Regions from separate parts of the Mus musculus genome. Here regions 1, 2, 4 and 5 are each linked to region 3. The links are chromatin contacts, called in public promoter capture Hi-C maps. All regions are on one chromosome and are shown on one strand. Each heading gives the region's core, a stretch centred on a gene start, on an enhancer-like site or on the middle of the called end of the contact. The rest is flanking DNA. Distances are from core to core; before and after follow the strand shown.

What was found. Promoter capture Hi-C pulls out the DNA fragments that hold promoters and counts their contacts.
Region 1: a contact with region 3 is called in a promoter capture Hi-C map of liver, with 6 times the contacts expected there. The contact joins the promoter of Ndufaf1 here to the promoter of Zscan29 in region 3. A contact is called at or near these places in 3 of 39 promoter capture datasets (erythroid cells and liver) and 1 of 115 datasets of contacts at active chromatin or transcription factors (thymic regulatory T cells).
Region 2: a promoter capture Hi-C map of liver shows a contact between it and region 3, with 5 times the contacts expected there. The contact joins the promoter of Mapkbp1 here to the promoter of Zscan29 in region 3. A contact is called at or near these places in 4 of 39 promoter capture datasets (liver, neutrophils and pre-B cells), 2 of 115 datasets of contacts at active chromatin or transcription factors (astrocytes and embryonic forebrain) and 1 of 9 other capture datasets (liver).
Region 4: a contact with region 3 is called in a promoter capture Hi-C map of neutrophils, with 3 times the contacts expected there. The contact joins the promoter of Mga here to the promoter of Zscan29 in region 3. A contact is called at or near these places in 1 of 39 promoter capture datasets (neutrophils) and 1 of 9 other capture datasets (adipose tissue).
Region 5: a promoter capture Hi-C map of liver shows a contact between it and region 3, with 5 times the contacts expected there. The contact joins the promoter of Tyro3 here to the promoter of Zscan29 in region 3. A contact is called at or near these places in 2 of 39 promoter capture datasets (liver and pre-B cells).

The regions. Positions count from the first base shown.
Region 1 is chr2:119,661,426-119,664,428 of GRCm38.p6, reverse strand. It overlaps Ndufaf1 (NADH:ubiquinone oxidoreductase complex assembly factor 1), which reads left to right and starts at 1,595. Exons shown (of 5, transcript NM_027175.4): 1 at 1,595-1,820.
Region 2 is chr2:119,971,071-119,974,202 of GRCm38.p6, reverse strand. Mapkbp1 (mitogen-activated protein kinase binding protein 1) reads right to left here and starts at 1,504. Exons shown (of 30, transcript NM_011941.3): 1 at 1,035-1,504. The coding sequence starts at 1,151.
Region 3 is chr2:121,169,682-121,172,781 of GRCm38.p6, reverse strand. It overlaps Zscan29 (zinc finger SCAN domains 29), which reads left to right and starts at 1,657. Exons shown (of 5, transcript NM_001290819.1): 1 at 1,657-2,972. The coding sequence starts at 2,658. It overlaps Tubgcp4 (tubulin, gamma complex associated protein 4), which reads right to left and starts at 1,614. Exons shown (of 18, transcript NM_153387.3): 1 at 1,311-1,614. The coding sequence starts at 1,388.
Region 4 is chr2:119,895,847-119,898,889 of GRCm38.p6, reverse strand. Mga (MAX gene associated) reads right to left here and starts at 1,662. Exons shown (of 24, transcript NM_013720.2): 1 at 1,544-1,662.
Region 5 is chr2:119,797,542-119,800,822 of GRCm38.p6, reverse strand. It overlaps Tyro3 (TYRO3 protein tyrosine kinase 3), which reads right to left and starts at 1,309. Exons shown (of 19, transcript NM_019392.2): 1 at 940-1,309. The coding sequence starts at 1,033.

The DNA of each region.
Region 1 (3,003 bases), core at 346-2,845, 1.5 Mb after region 3:
CATGTCTCCTTGACGCCTACCACCGAAGGAATAGCAGAGTTGCATCTCCCTGTCTCTGTAGTACCTAACTGAGTTAAGGTTAGGTTCTCTAAACCATTGAGTTCTCTCTCCACTGCAATGGTCACAGTTCCTCTATTTAGCAATAATATGATAACATTGTTCAACAAACAAAGCCGAACAACAAAACCAATCCTGAACAGAAACTGCACCAATGATTGAAAAGAACCCCAAATTGCTCAAAAGAGTCCAAAGATAAACAGGAAAGCAAAACCCGATGCATACGGATGAGAGAAACGTACTAAAGGTCCTATTTTTCTCAAGAATCCACAACAAAGCCCCAAGTTGATTTTCTGCTTCACCAAGTAGAGGTAAAAAGCAGCTGATGAGGGTTCGAAAGATGGGTCCGTGATTAAGAACACTTTCAGGGTTTGGTTCTCCGCATTCACATGGTGCCTACAATTTTAAGTTCATAGGTTCTGATACCTTCAGGCCCCCGAGGGAACAAAGTACACATGTTGCACTTACATATGTGCAGGAACCAGCCTAACAAAAATAAAGATACTCTAAAGAGACATTTTGTGTCTCTCAATCTATCAGATTATTTCAATAACGAACCTCAAAGAAATGGGAGCTTCCCAAGGAATCTTAAGTAGGAAAAGGAAAAAGCAAAAACCAACCAACCAACCAACCCCCCAAATTGTCTCTGGGAAACAGATTTTCACAGTTCTTATAAGAAAAATTAGGCGAAGAGACAGACTCAAAAGGCTGAGACTGTTTTATTGGAAGAGTGAGGGGCCTCAACCTTTCTATGGGATGAAAGTTGAACGTGATTAGAGGGACTGTGGTGCTCCCCCCCGCCCTCTCTCTCACACACACACATACACACACACACACACACCTTTATACCTATATACCTATACTTAGATAGCTACCAGGAAATTATGGCCTGGAACTCCCAGAGATACAAATACCCCTGCTTCCCCAGAGCTGGAATAAAGGTATGGACTACCATGTCAGGCTTACTTTTACTTCTTAATTTGGCTCTTTTAACTGGCCTACTGAGGATGGGTGATTGGGGCTGACTTGGGACACAGGTTGTGAACCCCAAGTTGGAAAACATTTTAATCGAAGTGTGCACAAGCTCTGTTGTGTGGATTACATAGGGGCACGACTGAGGAAAGCCAGGATTGATAGCTATCTAGGTGTACAGTGGCTCTCCAAAGGCAGTTAAGTGGCTTTCTAAAGTCACGCAGCAGACAGTTCTCAAGGGACTACAGGGAAGAAGAGGCCCAAGCGGCCAGGCATCTAGAAGTGAAGAGGCGATAGCAGTGCAGAGATCCTGTTTAAAAGAGGATTGGTATTTACATACGGGGGCGGGGTACAAGAAGCTGAGCGAAGAGCTGGCTCACAAATGACAGGACATTTCAGAAAGCGACCCCGCTGGGGAATTTTGAGGACCTGAAGCCTCCGGTTGTCTTACGCTTTAGGATACTTTCCGTTACTCTTGAACTATCTGAAGCTCTTGTTTACTGTACACCTAGTTTGATGTCGGACAGGAAAAGTAGCGGGACCACAACCGGAAGCGTGGCGAACCGGGCGAGAAAAGTAGAAGGACTATTCGGGGGAAGCCGAATGTGGGGTCTGAGAAGGTGAGCGGAACCTTCTCATAGGTGGGAACTGCAGGGACGAGGAGGTCGGGAAGAGTCCTGGCGGGTGAGGTGAGGGTCGAGGGGCTGCCACTCCTCGGGAGCGCCTAGCTTCAGGAGGCTGGGACGTGACCAACCCCGCGCCTGCCGAGAGGTGAACGCCTGGTCTTCAGAGTGAGTTTGGTCTCTGGTGTGTGACCTCGAATAATTATTTAATTGTGGAATCTCCTTTTTTTTAGTCTTTGTAATTGGAATAATACTAGAAGTACCTGTCTCAGGGTCAGGATTATCGTGAGAAGTCAGTAAAAACACACGGAGAATAGTTGCTGGCACATGGGAAGCCCTAGGTTGAACAGTCGTTTCTGTACTCAGTAGTACAGTCATACTGCTAGGAGCGGTGTGAATATCTTATTAAAAACTCACAGTTAGCTTCGGACCGACGTCACCCGGTTACTGAGTTTGACCGAGTTTCTTGTAAGAAATTATTAAACAAAACACGAAGTTGTAGTATTGTTAGAAAAGTAATAAGACGTCTGAATGTTTGGAAAACAGGGTTAAATAATGTTATTTATAATCCCACCATTTTACCTTCTTACTTATTTAAGTCCTTTTCCTTATCAAAATTTTTTGTCTTTTTATAATTTTGCTTTCTTTTTTTTCTTCGAAAAGGGGTCACATAATGTCCACCTTACCCTTGAACTTTCTACATTTCAGAAGATGACCTTAAATTCCTGATCCTTGTTTCCCTACTTCCCAAGTGCTGGGTTTTGTAGGGTGCACCCAAATCTTACCGGGACTTTGATATTTAAAAAGTGTTCTCCATGAGCTGATGGGCCATCACCTGGGAGTCGAGGCAGGAGGATCAGGAGTTCAAGACCAACCTGTGTCAAATGGGACCCTTATCAAAAAGAAGAAAAAGTACAGCATATATTTGGGCATGGTAACAAATGTCTGTAATCTTAACACTTAGGTTGAGGAAGGAGACTTTGATTCAAGGCCTGTGTCTACTTTATTAGAAGCCCATTTTATCAAAACTGCCAGATGATTTAAAGGGACTATAAAGTTTAAGAAGCCCCTTGTTAGAGGGAATTATATAGGCATGTAAACCCTCACGCTTGTGACAGAGATAAAGGATTATGAAGCTGTTGGTTCAACAAATAATAAGTTTTCAGGATACTGAGCTTCATACTGGGACCTGGACGTACAACATTGAATAGTCAACCATTAAGATACTTTCAGTGGGGGGGTGGGGGGGCTGGAGAGATGGCTCAGCGGGTAAAATATATGATAAATATATTTTATGGTAAAATAAATAATTTTTAAAAACACAAGGAAAATCTGCTTTAAAGTTGACACA
Region 2 (3,132 bases), core at 255-2,754, 1.2 Mb after region 3:
GGCTCCTTCATGTTATCACGAGAAACCAAGACGTTCCAGTTAAAGCAACTTAAGTATCTTTATTTATATTATATTATGGATATGATTGCTCTATCTGCATGTACACCTGCATGCCAGAAGAGGGAGGGCATCAGACCTCATTATAAATGGTTGTGAGCCACCATGTGGTTGCTGGGAATTGAACTCAGGACCTCTGGTAGAGCAGCCAATGCTCTTAACCACTGAGCCATCGCTCTAGCCCAGCAACTTAAGTATCTTAAAGAGATAAACCATTTTACATTTATTTCTTCCCCTGCATATGTGCATGCACATGTGGAGATCAGAGAACTACTTCCAGGAGTTGGTTTACTCCTTCCACCATGTGGGTCCGAGGAATCAAAATCAGATCAGGCTTGTTGGCAAAGGTCTCTACCAGTCCAATCTTGCCAGCCCAATCTTCTACATCTTTGAACATGACAGGGTATCACTATGTAGCCCTGGCTCCCCCTGGAAATTGTTATATAGACCAGGCTGAACTTGCCTCTGACTCCCTAGTGCTGGGATTACAGGCATGCATCACTAAGCTTGTCAAAAAATTGTTTTGCTCTCTTAGATGAAGTGTATTAGTATATTCTTTCTGTTGTACAGTCTGGCATTATAACCCCAACTGTTACACTAATACATTAGTCACAGCTAGGTCCTTTACAGAATATGTGATCTCACTGTACTCTTCTAAGAAGAGAAACTGAGTCATAAAATGTCAACTTGTTTCCCAAGCACACACTTAGTTTAAACTGAGGCCCTGTTAAACCCAGTTTGCCTTCCTATGCCCTTCTTCAAGCCATGGCTGCGTCTCAGCATGCCCACCCACGCCTGCTGTTCTTCCAACTTCAAATCAGGTCGTCAAAGATAAGCGTATATGATCTTTTAAAGCCAACAGAGAAATTTCATTCTTCCACCCCCTTCCTGCCCCTCAAGAAAGAGAAAGGTAAAAAAAAGGAACGAAGTGCAGGAGAGGACAGAGTAGGTAAGAGGTGGCTCCCAACAGGACTCACCTTGGAGCTGAGGTCCTCTCTCCGGTTTCCTGCTTTACTTCTGCGTAATTTGATGGATGGAGACCTCAGCAAGTTCTTGATACGGCTAGTAATGGTTGACCCTTCTCCAGCCATCATAACGAGGAGCCCCTAAGGACAGTCCCTGGCCTAGCCTTTGGACTTGTCTCAACAGCGGTACTGCCTTCTCGTTCAACACAGCCTTCGGATATGCACTTTCACTGGCCTGAGATGGCAGAAGCAACCTTATCATCACAGTAGGTGTCTTCTGCTTGTCACCAACTCTTACTCTGGGCATTGCCCTGCGCTTTCCCACTCCCCATCCCCACCCTAGCCTGCTAGATTTTTTTTTACAAGGGGAGGACGACCCCTGGAGTGAAGAAATGTCAGGCCCACACCTGCCAGAGGCGTTTAACTGAAGAATCGGATGAACTAGTGACCAGTCGGGCGCCGGTTACAGCCCAAGTGTTCCCATGGTAACTGAGGTGTCCAAGGGAGGAGGCCTCCGAAGCCACTGGGCAAGGGGCCGAAGCACCGAGCTGGCCGCCGGGCTCACGCTGGCCCGAGCCGATGCGAGAAGCTCCCTCCCGCACCCGAGTCTTGGGAGCTCCGTTTTAGCCCCCCACACCCACTGCCTACTTCAGAAACCCTACTACTCGTCAGCGCCCCCGTTCGCTGGGGCCCAGCTCACAGCGCCCTCCGGCATCGCGATCGACGGCTTCAGCTCTGCTGCCGCAGCCGCAGCAGTAGCTATGGTGGCACCAGCGGCTCAAAACGCGAACTAGAGCCTGGGCCGAGCTGCGCTGGGAGGGCGGGGCCTAGTAAAGGGGGTGCGGTCTGTGGCAGATTGGTTCCCGATTGGACGACTGATGCCTATGGGGGCGGAACCAAGGAATGAACCAAGAACGCAGAGGTCTCGGATTCTGCACAGTATAATTGTGGGTACCGCTCCTAAAGGAAGGTCAATGTAATATTGCTTTAGAATTGAGAGAACCTGGCCTTTTACGGTATTATCAGGCATGGTCCTCTTAGAGAACTTTGATAACCACGCCTCCAGGCCTAAGATTGATATTTGGTGGGCCTAGGAGATTACGGCTGAAATTTAATTCCTAACTCATAAAAAAAAAAAAAAAAAAAAAAAAAAAGGAGGGGGGGGGTTTGGGATGCTGCCAAAAGAACTCCTTTCCATTCCAAGTGCTGGGATTTAACGCAGTTGGAATCGTTTCTGATTCCGGCCAGCCTAACACAATGACTCACGCAGAGTAACTCAATTTACACACTTTTGAACTTAATCTATCAGTGATGGAAGACTCAAGCCTCAAAATAGAGCCTTAGGGTAGGTTGTGAACTGAAAAGGCACCCATGATATAATCCATCATTTCCTTAGCTGCCAACGTCCTTATAGCATTTAACAAGAAATACTGTTAACAGCATTAACAGTATTTTTGCTACTCCAGATCTTTTCTGTCTTTTCAAAAATTGCAAACACCCCTAGGGCTGACACCGATGTCAAAGTTTGCTGCTATCAGGTTTTGTTTGTTTTGTTTTGTTCTAGCTCATGGAGATAGGGGAAATACCACATACTCATGCTTCATAGATTTGTAAGTTGGCTAGAATTTTTCATCTAGCTACTACTTCAAGAAATTACCTTGGGGGTTGGGGAGCGCTGGACAGATGGATTGGTGATTAAGAGCGCTGGCTTCTTTTCATAAGACTCAGGTTTAATTTACCAGCACCCTTATGGCATATCACAACAGTTCCCAGGGATTTGTCTCCCTCTTTTGGCCTCCATCATAGGCACCAAGCAAAACACCCAAACACATAATTTCTTTAAATAAAATAAAACTGCCTTCTGAAAAGGCTAGCTTAAGCCAAAAGGCCTGTACCCAACTAGAACAGTACACTGACATGTCCCCCATTCCAGACCGTAGGAACTGCTGAGGAAAATGGTAGTTAGAGGGAAGGATCCTTAAAAAATGGTTTAGTGGCCGGGCGGTGGTGGGACATGCCTTTAATCCCAGCTCTTGGGAGGCAGAGGCAGGCGGATTTCTGAGTTCGAGGCCAGCCTGGTCTACAAAGTGAGTTCCAGGACAGCCAGGGA
Region 3 (3,100 bases), core at 408-2,907:
GGGGCATATAAAATTTGCAAGTCCAATGGGCCTCTCTTTCCAGTGATGGCCGATTAGGCCATCTTTTGATACATATGAAGCTAAGAGTCAAGAGCTCCGGGGTACTGGTTAGTTCATAATGTTGTTCTACCTATAGGGTTGCAGATCCCTTTAGCTCCTTGGGTACAGTTATCAAATTTGAACACTTCTTGTTGACAGAGTTTTAGAAAAGTTCTAGGTTTAAGATCAGTGAAATGGCTCAGAGAGTCAGGCATTTGCTACACAAACCTGAAGACCTGAGTTAAATCCCTGAAACCTACACAAATGTGGGAAGAGAGAAGTGACTCCATAAAGTTGACCTCTTCATACACTCTGTGACATATATGCCCACACTCATACAACATAGACACATACTCTAGTTTTAAAAAAAAAAATTCTAGTTTAGGCTTAATTACTGTGAAAAAGTCAACTCCACCTTGAAGTCACTGATACCATTTTACACAACACACTTAGACACATTTGTAGTTGTCATTCTTTTCTTTGCCTTTCTCTGCCCTCTGTTCCCTTCTTTTCTTGCTTTCTTTTTTGAGAGAAGGTTCCACAGTGAAGCCCAGGCTGGACTTGAATCACACCAATAATCCTGCTTCAACTTCCCAAAGGCTGGGATTACAGGCACAAACACTACGCCTGGCTATTAAACTCAGTGTTGCCAATTTAGTTTCGGCAAAATATTGAGTATCACGCTATATCTGGGCTTCTCACGGGGGTTGGGGGAGATAAAGGAACAGAGGGGGAGAGGAAGAGAAAACAACTAACGGGTACATTCCTGTTATACTCTTCTAATTACAGGAAAAACCCCCTCTCAAGTTCTTCACCTGGTACAGAAATTTTCGAAGAAAGGAGGGAAACACCATATGTTTACAAATTCATTTTTTTCATCCAACACAATTTACTGAGTATTGTGTCTTGAGCGCTTTGTATACATTTCCACTACTTTCAAAATTCAATTTGAATCAATGCAAGAGTTCCCTATCCCTCCCCCTTTTCCCTCAAATAACTATCATCTAATTCCAGCTACACATTTAGGGATTCAGTTTAACAACAAATTCATATGCAGTGAAAAGAAGTGTGGTTCTATCCACTCCTAGTGGTTCTCTAGCAGGAGTCGCGGGACCGCAGGGCCCCCATAGCCGGAGCTCCGTAGGGTTGGCCCTCGGTTTCTCCCCGCTCGCGGGCGCCGGTCGGTTGGAGTTCCCCGGGTCCCGCCCCTTCGCTGCGGCTCAGCTGCACCCGCCGCGCGGCAAGCGACTCGTCTCTGACCCCCTGCATACCTGCAGGCCACTCCGCTTGTTCCAGGTGAAAATGGACCCTGGGTACCCACTCAGGGCCAAGAGCAGTTCGTGAATCATTTCTAGGGCGGCTCGGGAGTCCCTAGATCTACCACCTCCTCTTTTCAGCGCCTCTCCGGGCGACCCCTCACACCCAGCGGAATCTCTTGCCCTGAATCCCCGCAGTCCACCGGGAGAGGAGATGCCACAGAGCCGCGCGCCGCATCCCGGAAGTGCGCGCGGCCCAGGCGCCCACCGCCTCGCTCCCGCCGCGGAGCCGCGAGGAGGCGCCGGTGCCGTCGCGCATGCGTCCTGGGCTCCAGGAGAAGCCCGCTCGGACTTCCGGCTTGAGAGCGGGACTGAGGCTAGCCCAGGAGGGGAAGGGATGAGAGTGAGTTGAGAAGCTGGTTGAGAGAGACGCGGCCTGGGGTGGGCCGGCGGGAGTCCTCAGGACGCCTTGGCAGGGTCTGTGGCATTTTGACCGACTGCCGACGTCTCCCAGAGTGACCCGGCCGGAGGGAAGAAAACAAAGCTGGAACTTGGCAGCCGCCGCTGTGGAGCTGTGCTCGAAGCCCACGGACTCGCAGCACCGGCCCGCATCGGCCTCGTTCTCAGGAGACCCACCACTGCCGCCCCTCGAGCTTCCTCGCTTCACCAACTCCTGTAACTCTCCCCTAGTCCACCTCAATTTAGAAGCCCAAGTCGGCTCCCCCGGTGCGCGACCTTCCCCATCTGTCGCCCCGGAACTCTTGCCGAGTTCTTACTTCGTTCGGGAGGCGCGAGCAAGAGACCCAGTGTTCGGCACTTGACTTTGGTTCGGGGTGGAAATTTGTAGTTTGGTGTTCAAGGGGCGGGGCAGACACCAGGAGCTTCTGGAAGGACGGCGGTGGTTCTAGGGGAGAATAGCCGGCGCTCGCTGGACAGAGGCTTTTTGTTGTCGTTCGCCAAACGTTTTGACCGATTTGATCTGGGGCGCTAATGATTTACCTGAGGTGGGAGCGAAGCGGACAGATTTTTCTTTTCTCTGCAACTTCCTGGGGATACTCTAAACGTCACCTAGAAATGCAGTTTTTAAAAGGTCATTTTCACCTTGCCTATTGATTTGCTGTCCTGAAAAGGTACTGCCTCAGAAGGCCACTTCGAGCATATTGAAAGTCAGGCCGGCTCTGACAAGGTTTTAAACATGTAAAGATACTCTCCTCAGATAGCGCCATTTCTCTCTACTCTAGGATAAAACTCCTTTTTACAGAGAGACTCATCTGCAGGTGTTTCTCCAAGGGCATGCAAAGATAGTGTAATAAGTCCTAGAACCCAGACAGTGAGGAGAGAAACGGCTTTCTGCTGTGAAAGATGGCCAAACCCACTCGGAGAGGAAATGGCACAAGCTCTGAAAGCTTACGACAGCGCTTCAGAAGATTCCATTACCAGGAGGTGGCTGGGCCCCGGGAGGCTTTCAGCCAACTATGGGAACTTTGCTGTCGGTGGCTAAGGCCGGAGGTGCGGACCAAGGAGCAGATTGTAGAATTGTTGGTGCTAGAGCAATTCCTGACTGTGCTACCTGTGGAGATCCAGAACTGGGTACAGAAGCAATGTCCAGAAAATGGAGAGGAGGCGGTGACACTGGTGGAAGATTTAGAAAGAGAGTCTGGAAGACCTGGACATTCGGTGAGGAGGAGGGGGAATACAGTCAGAAGTGTGTGGCTGGGGAGAGACAAGGATGGAGGGGCAGTTTAAGATCAGTCGGATGTAAAGAGGTTTGGTGATTTTGATACTTCTGATCTGGAAGGGTTACT
Region 4 (3,043 bases), core at 413-2,912, 1.3 Mb after region 3:
TGTTTGTCTTTTGATTAAATTAAATCGCATTTTGAAACTCAAATTTTTTACATATCTCCATTTGTAGGTATTAATCTGAAACAATTCAAGTTAACAAGCTTTTAGTTGCCTATGGGTTACTAAGTAGAACCTGAAAAACTAACCTTTACTGCAGAAATGGACAGCAAATTTGAAATAAATATGCCAATGCACCCAGGGAATGAAATTTCAGGTCTTTCACTTGTGTTGCAGTTAAGTGGACACAACTTACTACCTATGTATAAAAAAATAAAACAGCCTCCAGTTACTCGCTTTTCAGCTAGCCACAAACATGAAAAAAATGTCGCAAAGAAAACTCTTCCAGGGTAGAGTCCCAAGGATCACGTGCAGCCAGGCGGAACCCTGTGTTCCTAAGGCTGTTCAGCCGCTTTCGGTTACCTTGGAGACTACACAACTAGTCACCCCGCCAGCCCATTTCCCAGCAGTCCTCTCGCTACTCTCCTGCACCTTAACTGCAGCAGCGTCGTGCGCAAAAAGCCAGCAAGACAGGCAGAGTTGACCAAGCACTTGGACACGCAAGCTTGGCAAGCTCAACAACACCCACAGACTGAGCATAAGTGAGCCCTAACTTCTCAAGATCCACGTGTCGGCTTCGGCGACGCGAACAAGAGTGGGTCTCCCTCAGACGGAGATTTTTCCCGTTCTACTAATCAAGCCACTCTTCAGGCACTCTTCACCCATGCCTGCTACCATCCTTTTGCCAGAGAAAAAGAGACATTCTTGGGGAACGAAAGAGAAGGCTAATGCCCTTGCGCACCTTACACTCGACTCAAAGACGTACTTGAAAATTCAACAGAAACGGGAAGTCCTATGGACAGAAAACCAGTCAGGTTACCCCAGAAAGAGAAAAAGGAACCACCACCTGTTCCCTACCTGTTTTCTCCGCCTTCGAATTAGCACTTACAAATCACAGCTCCTTTGTTTACAAAGTTCTCACTCTCATTCAACTCACTCATCGCCCCCTCATTAAATTCGGGGCCTTGCCTCAATTTGACCCGAAATTACACGCTAGGAAATGTTTGAATAGGTGTCAAAACACTGCATCCAGTTCCTTGGAGAAACAGACATTGGTTGTTTCCCTCGGAGAGTTGAAACTCAGAGAGCTGAACTCTTAAAACCTGTGCTTATTCCATCGATAACCAGGCTAGAAATCGTCACGCGGAACGTGCCATGCTGTTCAACACCCCACGCACGCGAGGGCAGGGCCGTGCCGTAGGCACTTCTCACCCCGCCCGCCTCGTGGTCTCGGTCTCCGGCGTCGATGTTCCTAGTTAGTTCTCCGAGCGACACGGAAGTGAGGTCGGGGAGGCGTGCGAGATGACATGCGCAACTCGCTCAAGGGACCAAAGGCTGCACAGCGTAAGGCCCAGCCAGGCCCAGGCGTGCGAAGCTCTCTCTGCGGAACGCTGGGCAAGCCGTTCAAATACACAAGTGGTTTAAACTCAAAAAAACTCCAATCGGGCCACTATTGAAGCGACGCCCTCCACCCAGGCCCGAGAGTTACCGTGCGGGGCGTGGCCGGCCTCACCCCGAGTCCTTCACATCCCTCTAGGGGAGGGTTATTCTGAAGGGTTCGCACACCGTGTGTCCGCTTCAGCTGAAGAGCCTGCGCACGCACCGGATGTCCACGTCACTGCGCACGCGCTCCTACCAGCTTGGAGCCGACCGCGCAGGCGCATAGGGAGGCGCGAGCAGCACCTCTTTGCCCCTCCCCCAACATCAGGAGGCCAAACAGCCCGGAGCAGCGTCAGGACCCTTGGGTTCCGCCCACGGAGCCGAAGCCGTAGCCTTTTCGCATTTTAGTAATCCAGAAAGAACTTATGAAGCTTCCAGAATCAGGAAAGGAGAGACAGGAGAGAGGTACACAATACGCTCAATCCTGTATTCGAAGCCTTCGTGAAAATTCTGAAACCACTGCCCTCCAGGCCTTTCCCAACAAGACTCTTCAGCCTTTCCCAGAGACTTCTCACCGGCCCCGCCCCTGCCGTACCCAGCCCCACCCACATGAAGCTTCATAGACCTCCTGGCTTCGCAAATCCTTCAAAAAAAAAAAAAAAAAAAAAAAAAAAACGGAGGACCTCCTGTACAAAGTGCTATGGGGTTGGAAAGTACCAGAACACTGGAAAAGCTTGAAGCAAACACCACGAAAGAAGAGTAAGCAATTTTCCAATATTCGCCAACAAAGAACACTAGGAAAATTCGAGAAAGCCTTGTTGAGCGCAGAGAATGGAAGTTTATGCCTATATTCTCAACACTGAGGCTGAAGCAGGATTGCTGCGAGTTCGAGGCTAACCTGAATTCTATAGTGAGTTCACGTTCCAGAGTAGGCTAGGCTGCCAAGACACCGTGCTGGAATGAAAAGCAAAGCAAAGAAAGGTTCTATAAAGGAAAAAGAGCTGCCACTAAATTGCCTGATACCAAGATGAAAGATGTCTTAAAAAGAAATGGTCAAGAATATTTTTGTTGTTGTTGTTGCTTCTTCAAGACAATGAAGCTTAAAAATGTAAAGAAAACATTAACCAACAATGTATATTTTTGTTGTTGTTGTTGCTTCTTCAAGACAATGAAGCTTAAAAATGTAAAGAAAACATTAACCAACAAGTATGTCAGACAATTGCCAAACTAAGTCAGAGAGCAATAATTCTCAACCAAACATCAAAAATTTTAGGTTTTTTTCTCTACCATTTACTACTTTCATGCTGCTAACCTACCAGTAAATGTTTAAAGTGAAAAGGAGTAATTACGAAATAATTAAGTAGAAAACATAAAATGCAGTCCATATTCCCAAACTTTTCACTCTCAAGAGATAATAGAAAAACTTATTTTGTGCTAAGTGACAATACAAACACTTTGAAGGAAACCAAGAATGTAAGGATGGAGCCAAGAGGAAGGACAAGGATAGCCAACAGGGTTGATCTGACTTGCTTCGTTTCACTTAGCTATTTATTCCTGAGGAGATACGCAACACATAGGCAGAAACTGAACTAAAGTTTACAGACTTCTG
Region 5 (3,281 bases), core at 60-2,559, 1.4 Mb after region 3:
ACACACCCTCCTGGCATGTATTAAACAGATGGGCAGGTGAAGAATCTGCATAAAGGAAATCCAGACCTGTTCTTTCTGCTCCTTACTGTGTAACCCTAGGTAAATTCCTGGGCTCTCTGAGCATCTGATACGCACCTCGGAGCCTGCATATACTTTCCACTCTTTAGCTTCCTTTCCTTTCAAGGCTAATGTGGCAAAGAACTCAGTTTTTAAGAAATGCTTGTTGGATGGCTGCTGCCGGGGGAGGGGGGGGGCGCCTGTCTCTCTACCCTTCCCACTCACCCTCACAGGACAAGGAGACATAGCTTCACACCCCTCTGCACCCTGATGTGTGCGTGTGAACTTGAAGGCAAAGGTGCTGCCCTCCTGCCTCGGGGAAATGCCTCTGTGGCTGTGTGGCAACGTAAAGCTAATCTTCACAAGAAGCAGTAACCTTCACCCAACCCAAGCTACTCAACATTCGGGTTTCCGGGAGCGCCAAGGGCCACAGGAACTAGAGTACGGGCAGAGGTATTTTAGAATCCAGCACCTTCACAACCCTGGGTGCTCAAACCCAGATCCTGTAGTTTCAAAGTGGGACCTCGGGGGTGTGCGGAAGGCAGAATGGGTCCTTAGGACTGGGGAAAAGGGAGCAGACTACTAGGAACATAGAGGCGGGAAAATACAGTCCTAAGCACCCCCGACTGCCCACACCCCCCACTCCCTTCCTTTGCACCCAGCCAGCCCCGGGCGCGAGAAAGTTGGGGGCGGGGGCCGCGGCCGGAGGTCTGGCAGCCAACACCCGCTGCGTCCTAGTCTCGGCCTTCCAGCCCCGGCCACCGACCCCAACCTCTGGCCGGCCCAGGCCCGGGTCTCGCCCGCTGCCGTCCCCGGGCTGCGCCCCTCAGTCGTGCGGCTCAGCAGCCCCCCGCTTCCCGCCGCCTCCCGGGCCACCCCTACCTGCGGCCGCAGACCCGGGGAGCAGCAGAGAAGCCAGTCCCGCCAGCAGCAGCGGCCGGAGCCCCGGCCACCCCATGCTCCGCCTCAGCGCCATCGGCGGCGACGCCGCACCATGCCGGGCCCGGCCCGCGAGCGCAGAGAGGAGGGTGGCGGAGGAGGGGCGGGAGGCCCGCGGGAGGGGCGGGGGGCGGCGCTCGGCCCGGGCGTCCCGGACCCGCGGCCGCCTAGAGCCGCGGCCACCGCCGTCAGCAGCGAGGAGTCCCCGGGGCTGCGGCTGGGCCACCGCGCTCCTTCCACAGCCGCCGCCGCCGCCGCCGCTGATTCATGTTCTTCTGCGAGCCGCCGCCTCCTCCCGGCCCGCCCGCCCGCCCTCCGCGGAGCTCGTGCCGCCCTCCCCCTCCCCCGCGCAGCCCCGGTGGCGAGAGCCGAGCGCTAACCTCAGCCCTTACCGCCCGACCTCCCGCCCACCTCCAGAAGGCGCAGCGGGACCCGCGCCCTGGCCACTCCGCTGCCGCTGCGGAGGACCTGCCTCGCTCCCTGGACAGGCACCCGGCCACGCCCCTCCTTCCCCAAATACTTTCCAGTCTCCAGCGGGGCACCCCATCCTCTCCTCAGAACCCCTCTTGGAAGCTCCTGCCACACCCCAACACTGTTCTAAATCCTGACCTCAGACTCCGACACAGCCCTCTCAGAACACAAAGCACCTACTAGACACAGCAACCCTCAGGTGTCCCCAAGACGGCTGGAACAGCTCCCCGAGAAACTACTAGCATCCCTGTACCTCTTTGCTTGAGCTTTTCACCCAGTTTTTTTTTTCTTTTTCGATCTTTGTAGCCTACCTTTAATCGCCAAGTATTCTCCTATCGAAAGACCATTCTCCCCAGCCCATCTTCCCAGAGTGTTTTCCAGTTTGTCGTCCATCTAGAGTTTTCCAAGATCTGTTTCGTAATTCTTAGGTGTCCATCCCCACTGCTAGCCTACGAAGGCCAAAGCAAAATCACCGTGATTTTCGAGGGTATCATTCTTCTTTCTTGCTTCCTCTTTCCACCCCTCCACTTCTGGGACATAGTGTGAACATTGGCATTGTCTTCATACTAGCTAGTGAAACATCTGCTATTATTAGTAGACCACCTTGCGCACAGTAGGCACTCCATAAATAAATAGGCAGATCCTTGTTAAAAGAATGAATAATTGCCTGCTCCACAACCAGTAATCACTGGAGGTGGCCTGCCCACAGACATCCTGTCAGGAAGATGCAGAGCTGGTTCCAAATCGCACCTGCCAAGTCCTCCTCTTGTCCTCACCTCTTCTTGGCCCCTGGAGGACAACCCACAACAGGCGCTTTCCAGGGGTCCTGGATGGGGAGAAAGAACTAGCCAGTGAGACGTCCCATACTCACTGGATCTTTCCAGGGATTCTCCTGAGCAGCAGGAGCCTCCCTCTTCCTCCACTTGGCCCACCAGTGCTTGTTTATTAATTATCTTAATGATAACAGCAGTGCTGGCGGCAGCCGCAGACCCAGCTGGGGGCGCCCCCAGGCGGCAGGATAGGAAGACTCTTGGCAAGTCTGGTCAACAGTTGGATCGGAGGGGCCTGACTTCCTGCTGAGCGCTCTGCCAATTTTCTTGGGAACTCTAGGATGGCTCCAGGACGCTTTCCTGAAGGGGGAAAAAAGAAAAGAAAAGCACACAAGCTTGCTCTTTTCCAGAGCTTTGGAATTTTGAGTGTCAGACAGTCTGGAACGGAAGCCAGAACTGTTCTACGCTGTCTCCAGTAAAGGGGACCCTTCTCTTTATTTCAATTAACCTGGCACAGAGTATTCCCGGAAGATGTTCAATCTAGAGACCAAACACAGCTTCTACTTCCTGTTCTTCACTCCTGAGCTGATATGGAATTCTAGCCCAAGGGTTTATACTTTGTTATCAGTTAAACTGGCTCCTTAGGCAAGTCATGGAGGTGGCTTTCCGCATTCTAACTAAGCCTGAGACACATCACCATCCTGCTAGAAAATATGTCTGCTTTCCCTGAAGGGAAATCCCACCTCACTTTCCCCGAAGGACATCCTGGTTCCATGTTATCTTCCTAATTTCATTTCAGTATCCGCCCTGGCTCTCAGTATTTCTACTTACAGGGCCAAAGTGGCAGGCAGAAACCTGTGGGGTGCTGATCTGCCTTGCCTTTTTATCTGCTATACAGGAGTGGTTCGTTTCTTAGTTCTTAAACCCACTCAGCGCCTCTCTCTCTCTCTCTCTCTCTCTCTCTCTCTCTCTCTCTCTCTCTCTCTCCTCTCTCCTCTCTCCTCTCTCGGCATAGCATAGGAATGTGCTTCTAGGGTATGTGAG